Regions from separate parts of the Gasterosteus aculeatus genome. Here region 1 is linked to region 2. Evidence: chromatin contacts called from public Hi-C data. All regions are on one chromosome and are shown on one strand. Each heading gives the region's core, a stretch centred on a gene start, on an enhancer-like site or on the middle of the called end of the contact. The rest is flanking DNA. Distances are from core to core; before and after follow the strand shown.

Region 1 (3,618 bases), core at 190-2,689, 150 kb before region 2:
ACTTGTGGCCATTTCCGTAGCGTTCACAAAGTCGACGGTGCACCTGTGCTCTAACTTCTACTCTCGGGTCAAAGGTTAAACTAAATCGAACCGAATACAAGATTGTGAGGTAAACACAGAAAACACACAAAATCAACACATTTAGTTTGTTTCAGTCAAAAGCCTCATTGAAGAGATGGTTGTTACCTGACAAAGCAGAGCAGCCATCGCGCACGCCAGCAGCACGCGTCCCGCCATCCTCCGCACTCAGAAGCTCAGTGGGAACACACCTCTGACCACAGAGCGATCGGGGGGCTCCTCCACTGCGCACCGGGCTCCGGGGCGGCTCTACTGGGCGAAAAAAAGGCCAAACCCTCCAAACCCTGAGACCTTCCCCCGTCTTTCCTTCTCTCGATCCTCTCGCTGCCTCGCTCGCCCTCTGCTCTCTCACAGCTCCTCCCTGTCACAGCCGTGGGGTAAGAGGGTTAGAATTTTAAGCGTTAGCCCTCCCGTGTACCCCAGCACATGTGCTGTCACTCACGGGCCGTTGAGAGAAAGAGGGGGAGAGAGGGGGGGGGGATGAAGAGAGAAGCAGGGCAGCTGTTAGTGTTTTAAATGGCGTAGACAGAAACACTGTCTACAACATTTAAAACACTTCACAAAACAATTGTGCTTTACAGAAAGGTTAAAAGAAAGAAAGCAAAGAGAATTTATAAAATACAAACACATACAAGGTAGAAGTTATATAATCAGAAACAGGCTCACAATGATCAAGAAAAGCCAAAATGGGAAGAAACAAAAGCTGAAAACAAAATACGTTGTATGTGTATTTTTTGTACTCACTTCAAACAATGAATGGATTTAAAAAGTATCTGTTTCTCGACTCATTGATCGCTGCTGAAACGATTGAAACATTTTGTTTACAACCCCCACCGCACTCCACAACATCTCGCTTAAAGCCTTAAGTTCATCGCTTGCTTTCTTCTTCAATCCTTCTTGCGGGGAAGTCGTGACCTCGCCGTCGGGTCCCCTCACGCATTCAGAACATTCAGCCAGAACTCTTTGATCTCCTGCTATTTTGAACCCTCGCGTCAAAGCAGACGATGGAGATCTATGGTGCTCAACGGGTGATGTCGAAGCAGAGATGAAAGTGGATGTGGAGTTTTGGTGGAACTCCGCCGTAGTAACTACAGGGAGGTGTGTCTACAGTGAGACAGTTGCTTTACTTTACAGGTGGGAAAGCAAGCTGCACGAAAGGTGCGTTTGGCATCACGAGACGGTCGGATCTCCGAAGCGCTACTTTTGACGCCCCATCAGCAAGTCTTCCCCTGAGGTCAAAGGTCGATACCGAGTAAACAATTTTGAACCACACTGGCGACCGTCTCACCGCGGCAACGCTCCTCTGCTTGTCGCACAGATGGCGAGGACCGACATTAGGAATTAGGAACAAACGAGGAATCAACCACACATACAAAACACTGTGAGCTATGAATGCACAAGGTACGGTCTAGAAACGCTCACGTTACAAAGTAGAGCGGGGAAATCACGCGGTGCATTGGCGTGCTGACTGTGCTGACTGTGCTGAGTGGGTGTCGGCATGCGTCGCCATGAGTGTGTGTGTTCTGGTATAAAGGGATGATTTTACAGCACCTGTCTCTGTCATTTGAGGCAGAGCCAGTTGGCAGGAAAGGCCCTGATGTTTCTCTTCCATCACCACACACACACACACACACACACACACACACACACACACACACACACACACGGCAGGCTCACATGCAGTGCAGAAAAGGGTGTAACATGCCCATAGGTGAGTCTTTCTATAAAATGGATTCATGTGTATGTGTATTATGAATAAAACTAGTGATAATCCTTAAACAATAGTCAGTGTGCAGAGACAGAGACACACGCAGCTCTCTGCTGCCCACTGCTGGCAGAAACAACAACTCACACCAACTCAAAAAGATCCGCTCATCAAATAGACGAGAGTCTGATATTCTGAGCTTTCCATCGCTTCATACTTGAATCAAATACAAGTTAATTGCTTTTCATCCACTTGGGAGCAGCAGAACAAGTTGTACATGTAAACACGGCTTCAGTGGTGGAATGTCACTCAAGTACTGCACCTAAGCACATTTTGGAGGCCCTTGTACTTATTTAATACAAACAGGTTCTGCATTATTATTCAGTGTCCGTAGGTAATGGGACACGATATGTGGTAGCTGAAGCACTCTGCAGCTAAACAGCAGAAGAGGAGATTGAGATGAAATGTCAGTTTAAGATTTTAGAGGCATAACATGGTAGCGTATTAAAATAAAACACATAAACAATGACTTGTTACAACTTGGAGTTATGCATACATTTACTTTTCATACTCAAAGTACATTTTTCTTCTGCTTCTGTTAATTTACTTATCTTAGTTTTAATATTTTTTTGTGTTGTCTTGTTAGATTGGTATTCTACAATGCCTGGAACTCTAGGTCGTCTAGATGTTTAGGTGTATTTGCTTTCCCATAATGCAACTGGCTCATTTAATGACACTGCAGTTCAAGTCATGAAGAAAAGACCTAATCAAGTTAGTGAGAGAGTTCTCCGCCATGATAGTCAACAATTCAAAGTATTTAATGGTTCGGGCAATATGACTGCATATTGATGGGTGTTTCAAACTACTCATGAACTTATGAGAAAAGTCCCTGTTCGTTACACGCAAAGGAAGACGACATTCAAAATGTGAACGCATGAACTTCACCATATTGTCAATTACAGAGGACGATCAGAACCAGCCGACCAGAGACGAAATTACTTCACAAGTTTCAAAGGCCTGTTGGCTCAGGGTCCCACTGAGGCGATAATAGTGGAGAAGACCTGCGGGGCTCTTCAAGCCCTCGTTGGATCACCAGACACAATATCACTCTGAACAAACAGGTGGCTCGAATCCCCACTGGTTCGGAAATAGGGAACCCGAGCTCGCTGTCGGGCTCAGCAGGGAGAGAGTAAGAGAATTAACAATGTTCCAGGGGGGCAGAGGAAACCTGTACTTGGTTTTCACACTAAATCACTGGAACCAATTACAGGTAGAGGGAACCATTTCGAATTTGACTATTTTTAGACATTGTGTGGAGCTAATCTGCTTTAATACCTAAATATTATTGATGATTATTTTAACAGCGGCTTAATGTGGCAAACATTTTGCAGTACACATCTCCTTAAGGTTGCTTCACCTTGTGGGTAATTCTACCATATCTTGGGTTGAAAAGTCGTGTTCTTCTTATAGAACTAAATTTAGAAATAAATGGAAAAACACTTTTCCAAGACACCGAGTTCTTGTTACAGTTGGGTTTGCTTTCTTGCCACCTGGAAAGGAAGTCAGTTCCAGTCCCAACAAAGCCTTACAGGTTATTATATCCTATAATATTTCAAATGTTGCATTTTTCAATGACAGTCTTGAGGTGGCAGTAAATGCTGTGAGCGTACACCTCTGCAGGGGGCAGTGTTACATCACGTAAGCGTTCAGCCGGAGACCAGAGAAGAGACAGGAAACGTCGGAGGCACAAGGGTTTGTCTAATAAGAGATCAGTCTGAACAACAGAACAAATTATGACCATCAGGATTGAGGGCACAATACCTTGCAGAACAACA
Region 2 (3,398 bases), core at 352-2,851:
TGGTTTGCTCTCTGTTCAGGCTGCTTTGAGCCTTCAGAATATGAATCATCTTCTTGGAACTATTGTTTATCGTTGTTACTGACTTGATCCAAAATGTGAATTTTGTTTGACAAATCAAATGTTATCACCTTAATATGGTAATTTTCTCTTCCACTCAAAAGAAAATCTAATTGAAGATTATTAAAGGAGCCAAATCGAACACTGGCATTGTCGACTGGACAAACCACATATTGGGAGCTTCAATGTGGATGAATTTGTGGCGTTGCACTGCCCCCCAGTGGTGAAGAAATGTAACCCAATTACAATGAGTGCTGTACTGTGATATATTGTCTTATGTCTTATCCTGTGTCATGCTGATAGGGATCTTTTGACTTTCTTTAAAATGTATTTTGTCCCAAGAAATGTCCACAAATTTAACGAACCTAAAGTTACAAGTTTAATATTTAGTGTTTTATTTATTCATTCTAAGAGGAATTGTGGAGTTTGAAACCTAGCCTGTAATCGCACTACTTTGTGATGAACCGATTGTTTCATTCATTTATTATGCTAAATGTGATGGAAACACATGAAGTAGCAACGCGTTACGCCTTTAAATTTGAGTTTTTCTCAATTGCTTAAGCACGATTTTGATGGTTTTGTTTTGTTTTTCATACAATCAGCACACCCACAAACTCTACACCTTAGATCCTTTGCAAAATGAAACACTCTTAAAAACTATACATTCATTTATCAAAACCATATTTTGTTACCATATGACGAACACACGTTGCATATGACTTCATTCTGTTTGTACCAGTTACACACTGCTGTTGAAAACACTTTTAGCAAAGCGAGTAGTGCAGGTGAAGCACAAGGAGAAAGTGCAAAACATCGCCTACATTTGCACCTTAATAAGCACAATGTCTACTCGCATCTTTTGCAAAACAATACACCCGGTGATTTACAAAAAGACACTCGTATACACTATTGACACTACACAGGACCAATGCAGCAGAGTGATGAAAATATTTGTCTCCATATACTCAAATTAGTCAAGATGTCAACGTGGAGATTCACAACAAGAAGCGAGTTCCTGTTTATATGCATTAGACAAACATACATTTGTATCCAGTACAAAAAAGAAATCTAAATCTAAAAAAAGCTGAAAATACAGAAGAGAAAATGCTACACGTTGTCTCTTCGTCCAGCTCAATCTGGCCTCCTCTCACCCCCACTTCTCAATTGACGGCTGCGTTTAAGCAATTGGCACATGGGTGTGAGGAAGTGACAGCTTGCTACACTTCTATGTGTAATGTATAGAACTGTGTTCAGGGTTTTGCAAATCACTGTGTATTGTTTTGGCTGACATTGTGCTTACAGTGGTGCAAGTCTGGGCCGAGGTTTTGCTCCTTGAGTGTACGGTTTGGACAAATGTCTAAAACTTTTGATTTTAGGGTATTTTCAATCGTAAAAAAACTGTAAACATGATAGGATCATGTTTTCTCTTATGACACAGGATGCATGTGTGATTGTAAAGTCAGAAGGAAAGACCTATTAGGTGTAAATTACTATATGTGATCATGTTATTATGTTCTTATGCGATGGCCTCTCTCTGTTACAGAACTGGGCCCCTGCAGGCTGTGAGAAGTTGGGAAAGTGTCTCAAAGTGCCCAAATCTGAGCCCTGGAAGTGTGACTGGCCACACTGAGACATCAGGAAGCGAAACCTCAAGATGTGCCTTTCTATAGAAAAACAAAGTTAAAAAAAAAGGTTTTTTTTAAAAGGATATGTCTTGACTTGGAAAAGAAGGACATGGAATAGTGATGGCATAACAGCAAAGGCCACACAAGCTCTAACTGCTCTGGGAAAAAACTGCATCAAGAGCGAATGGTTTTAAGTCGGGATTGAAATGAAATGAGGCAAATGTATTTATTGACCAAGCAGTGAATCACACCACACAGGACTTCTGGAATAGTTTCGTATCTTTCTTGCACCCGTATCGCAACACATTTTTTAATAAAAAATATATTTTAATACAATGTATCATGACCATTGTTGGCCTGCGCGTCGTGTCATATTTATTAGTTATGTAGGTCTCGTTTGGCCTTTTTTTCGGTAGGTGTGCCAAGCAGCTGCTGTTGTGCAAATGATGTGCGGATTCCTGCACACAGTCGCTTTCGACAGCTGAAAGGAGCTCGCTTGTTTCAGGAAACAGAGTGAGCTTCCCGCCCTCTCTGAATCTGAACTCTCGTGTGAGAGGACCGAATAGCAAGCATGGAGGTGGACACTGCGTTTGTCAAATCCAAGAGGGGGATCCTGAAAGTAGCAGAGATGGTGAGACGCGTTAACACACCTCCCACCGTTTGAACAGGTTTTAGTTTCCAGCGGACGCAGTCAAAGAGCTAAGCTGCTAAGCTGCACATCAGAATGAGAACCAGTACGTGAGGAAATATCAAAGTCAGAACTTACATCATTCTTATCCCATTGTTGATTTAACGGCTAGTTTATTGATATTTGTGACTCATATTTGCATACAGAGACTTATTAAAAGGTTGAAAGAGCGAGCAGATAAATAAAGGCGGTGCAGCAACATGAGACTCACTTCCTCTTTTGCATGGAGGAAGGAACGAGTGACTCGGAAGAACTGATGTGCTCGTCTGGGCCTGCAGGTTTCATGATGTCACAGATTTTTAATATTTTTAATATTTAAATGCATACGGCTTTAGAATATATAGATATCTGTATATATTCATTTTGTGTGTCCTCAGGGGACTCTGCTCGTGGCCTTTGTGTGTTTCGCAGCAGCATCCAGACCAAAGTTCATTACAGCCACAGTTTTGGAGTTTGTGATCACTTCATTGCTGTTGTTGCTGTACATGTTCAAACTCAACAAAAGGCTGACCTTCTTCTTCTGGCCTCTCATCGTGGGTGACATCTTAAAACCACACACAAGTTTCAGCATATTGTACATGTTTCGTTTTTGAGTTTTTTTGTTCTGTTCTTCTCCTCAGGATGCTTTTAATTCAGCTTTTGCAGCAGTCTACTTCATTGTCTTAAGCATACTGGCTGTGACTACATACACAGTCACAGGCACGCTGGTTGGAGGGGTGAGAAATCATTCATCTATAATTTTTTACGTGTGTGAAGTATGGATATATTTTTAAAGGCGTTCTTTATCTGCAGGTCGTTGGTTTCCTCTCGGCGGTGCTGCTGTGTGTGGACTTCTACGTGCTTTTCCAGAACATCACATTTAACAAACCGAGAAGCGAGAATCAGAGTAATGAAAAGCCGTGAATGCATTAATAACATGACATGTATACACTGAATTCACTTGTATGTCTCAACGCTTGTGTCCGTTTTCACCACATCATAATTTCAGTTTTTGTAATTGATAATGCGAATTGTTTTTTGAAAAATGT

The links. Hi-C and Micro-C count contacts between places; a contact is called where the count stands out from the background.
Region 1: a contact with region 2 is called in a Hi-C map of skeletal muscle, with 3 times the contacts expected there. The contact joins the promoter of cdh15 here to the promoter of cklf in region 2. A contact is called at or near these places in 2 of 6 Hi-C or Micro-C datasets (both in skeletal muscle).

What each region holds. Positions count from the first base shown.
Region 1 is chr12:9,956,181-9,959,798 of fGasAcu3.hap1.1, reverse strand. It overlaps cdh15 (cadherin 15, type 1, M-cadherin (myotubule)), which reads right to left and starts at 1,439. Exons shown (of 15, transcript XM_078085119.1): 1 at 823-1,439; 2 at 187-439. The coding sequence starts at 237.
Region 2 is chr12:9,801,575-9,804,972 of fGasAcu3.hap1.1, reverse strand. cklf (chemokine like factor) reads left to right here and starts at 1,601. Exons shown (of 4, transcript XM_040160556.2): 1 at 1,601-2,313; 2 at 2,748-2,903; 3 at 2,991-3,086; 4 at 3,163-3,398. The coding sequence starts at 2,254. The coding sequence ends at 3,273. galns (galactosamine (N-acetyl)-6-sulfatase) reads left to right here. Exons shown (of 14, transcript XM_040160469.2): 14 at 1,601-2,018. The coding sequence ends at 1,687.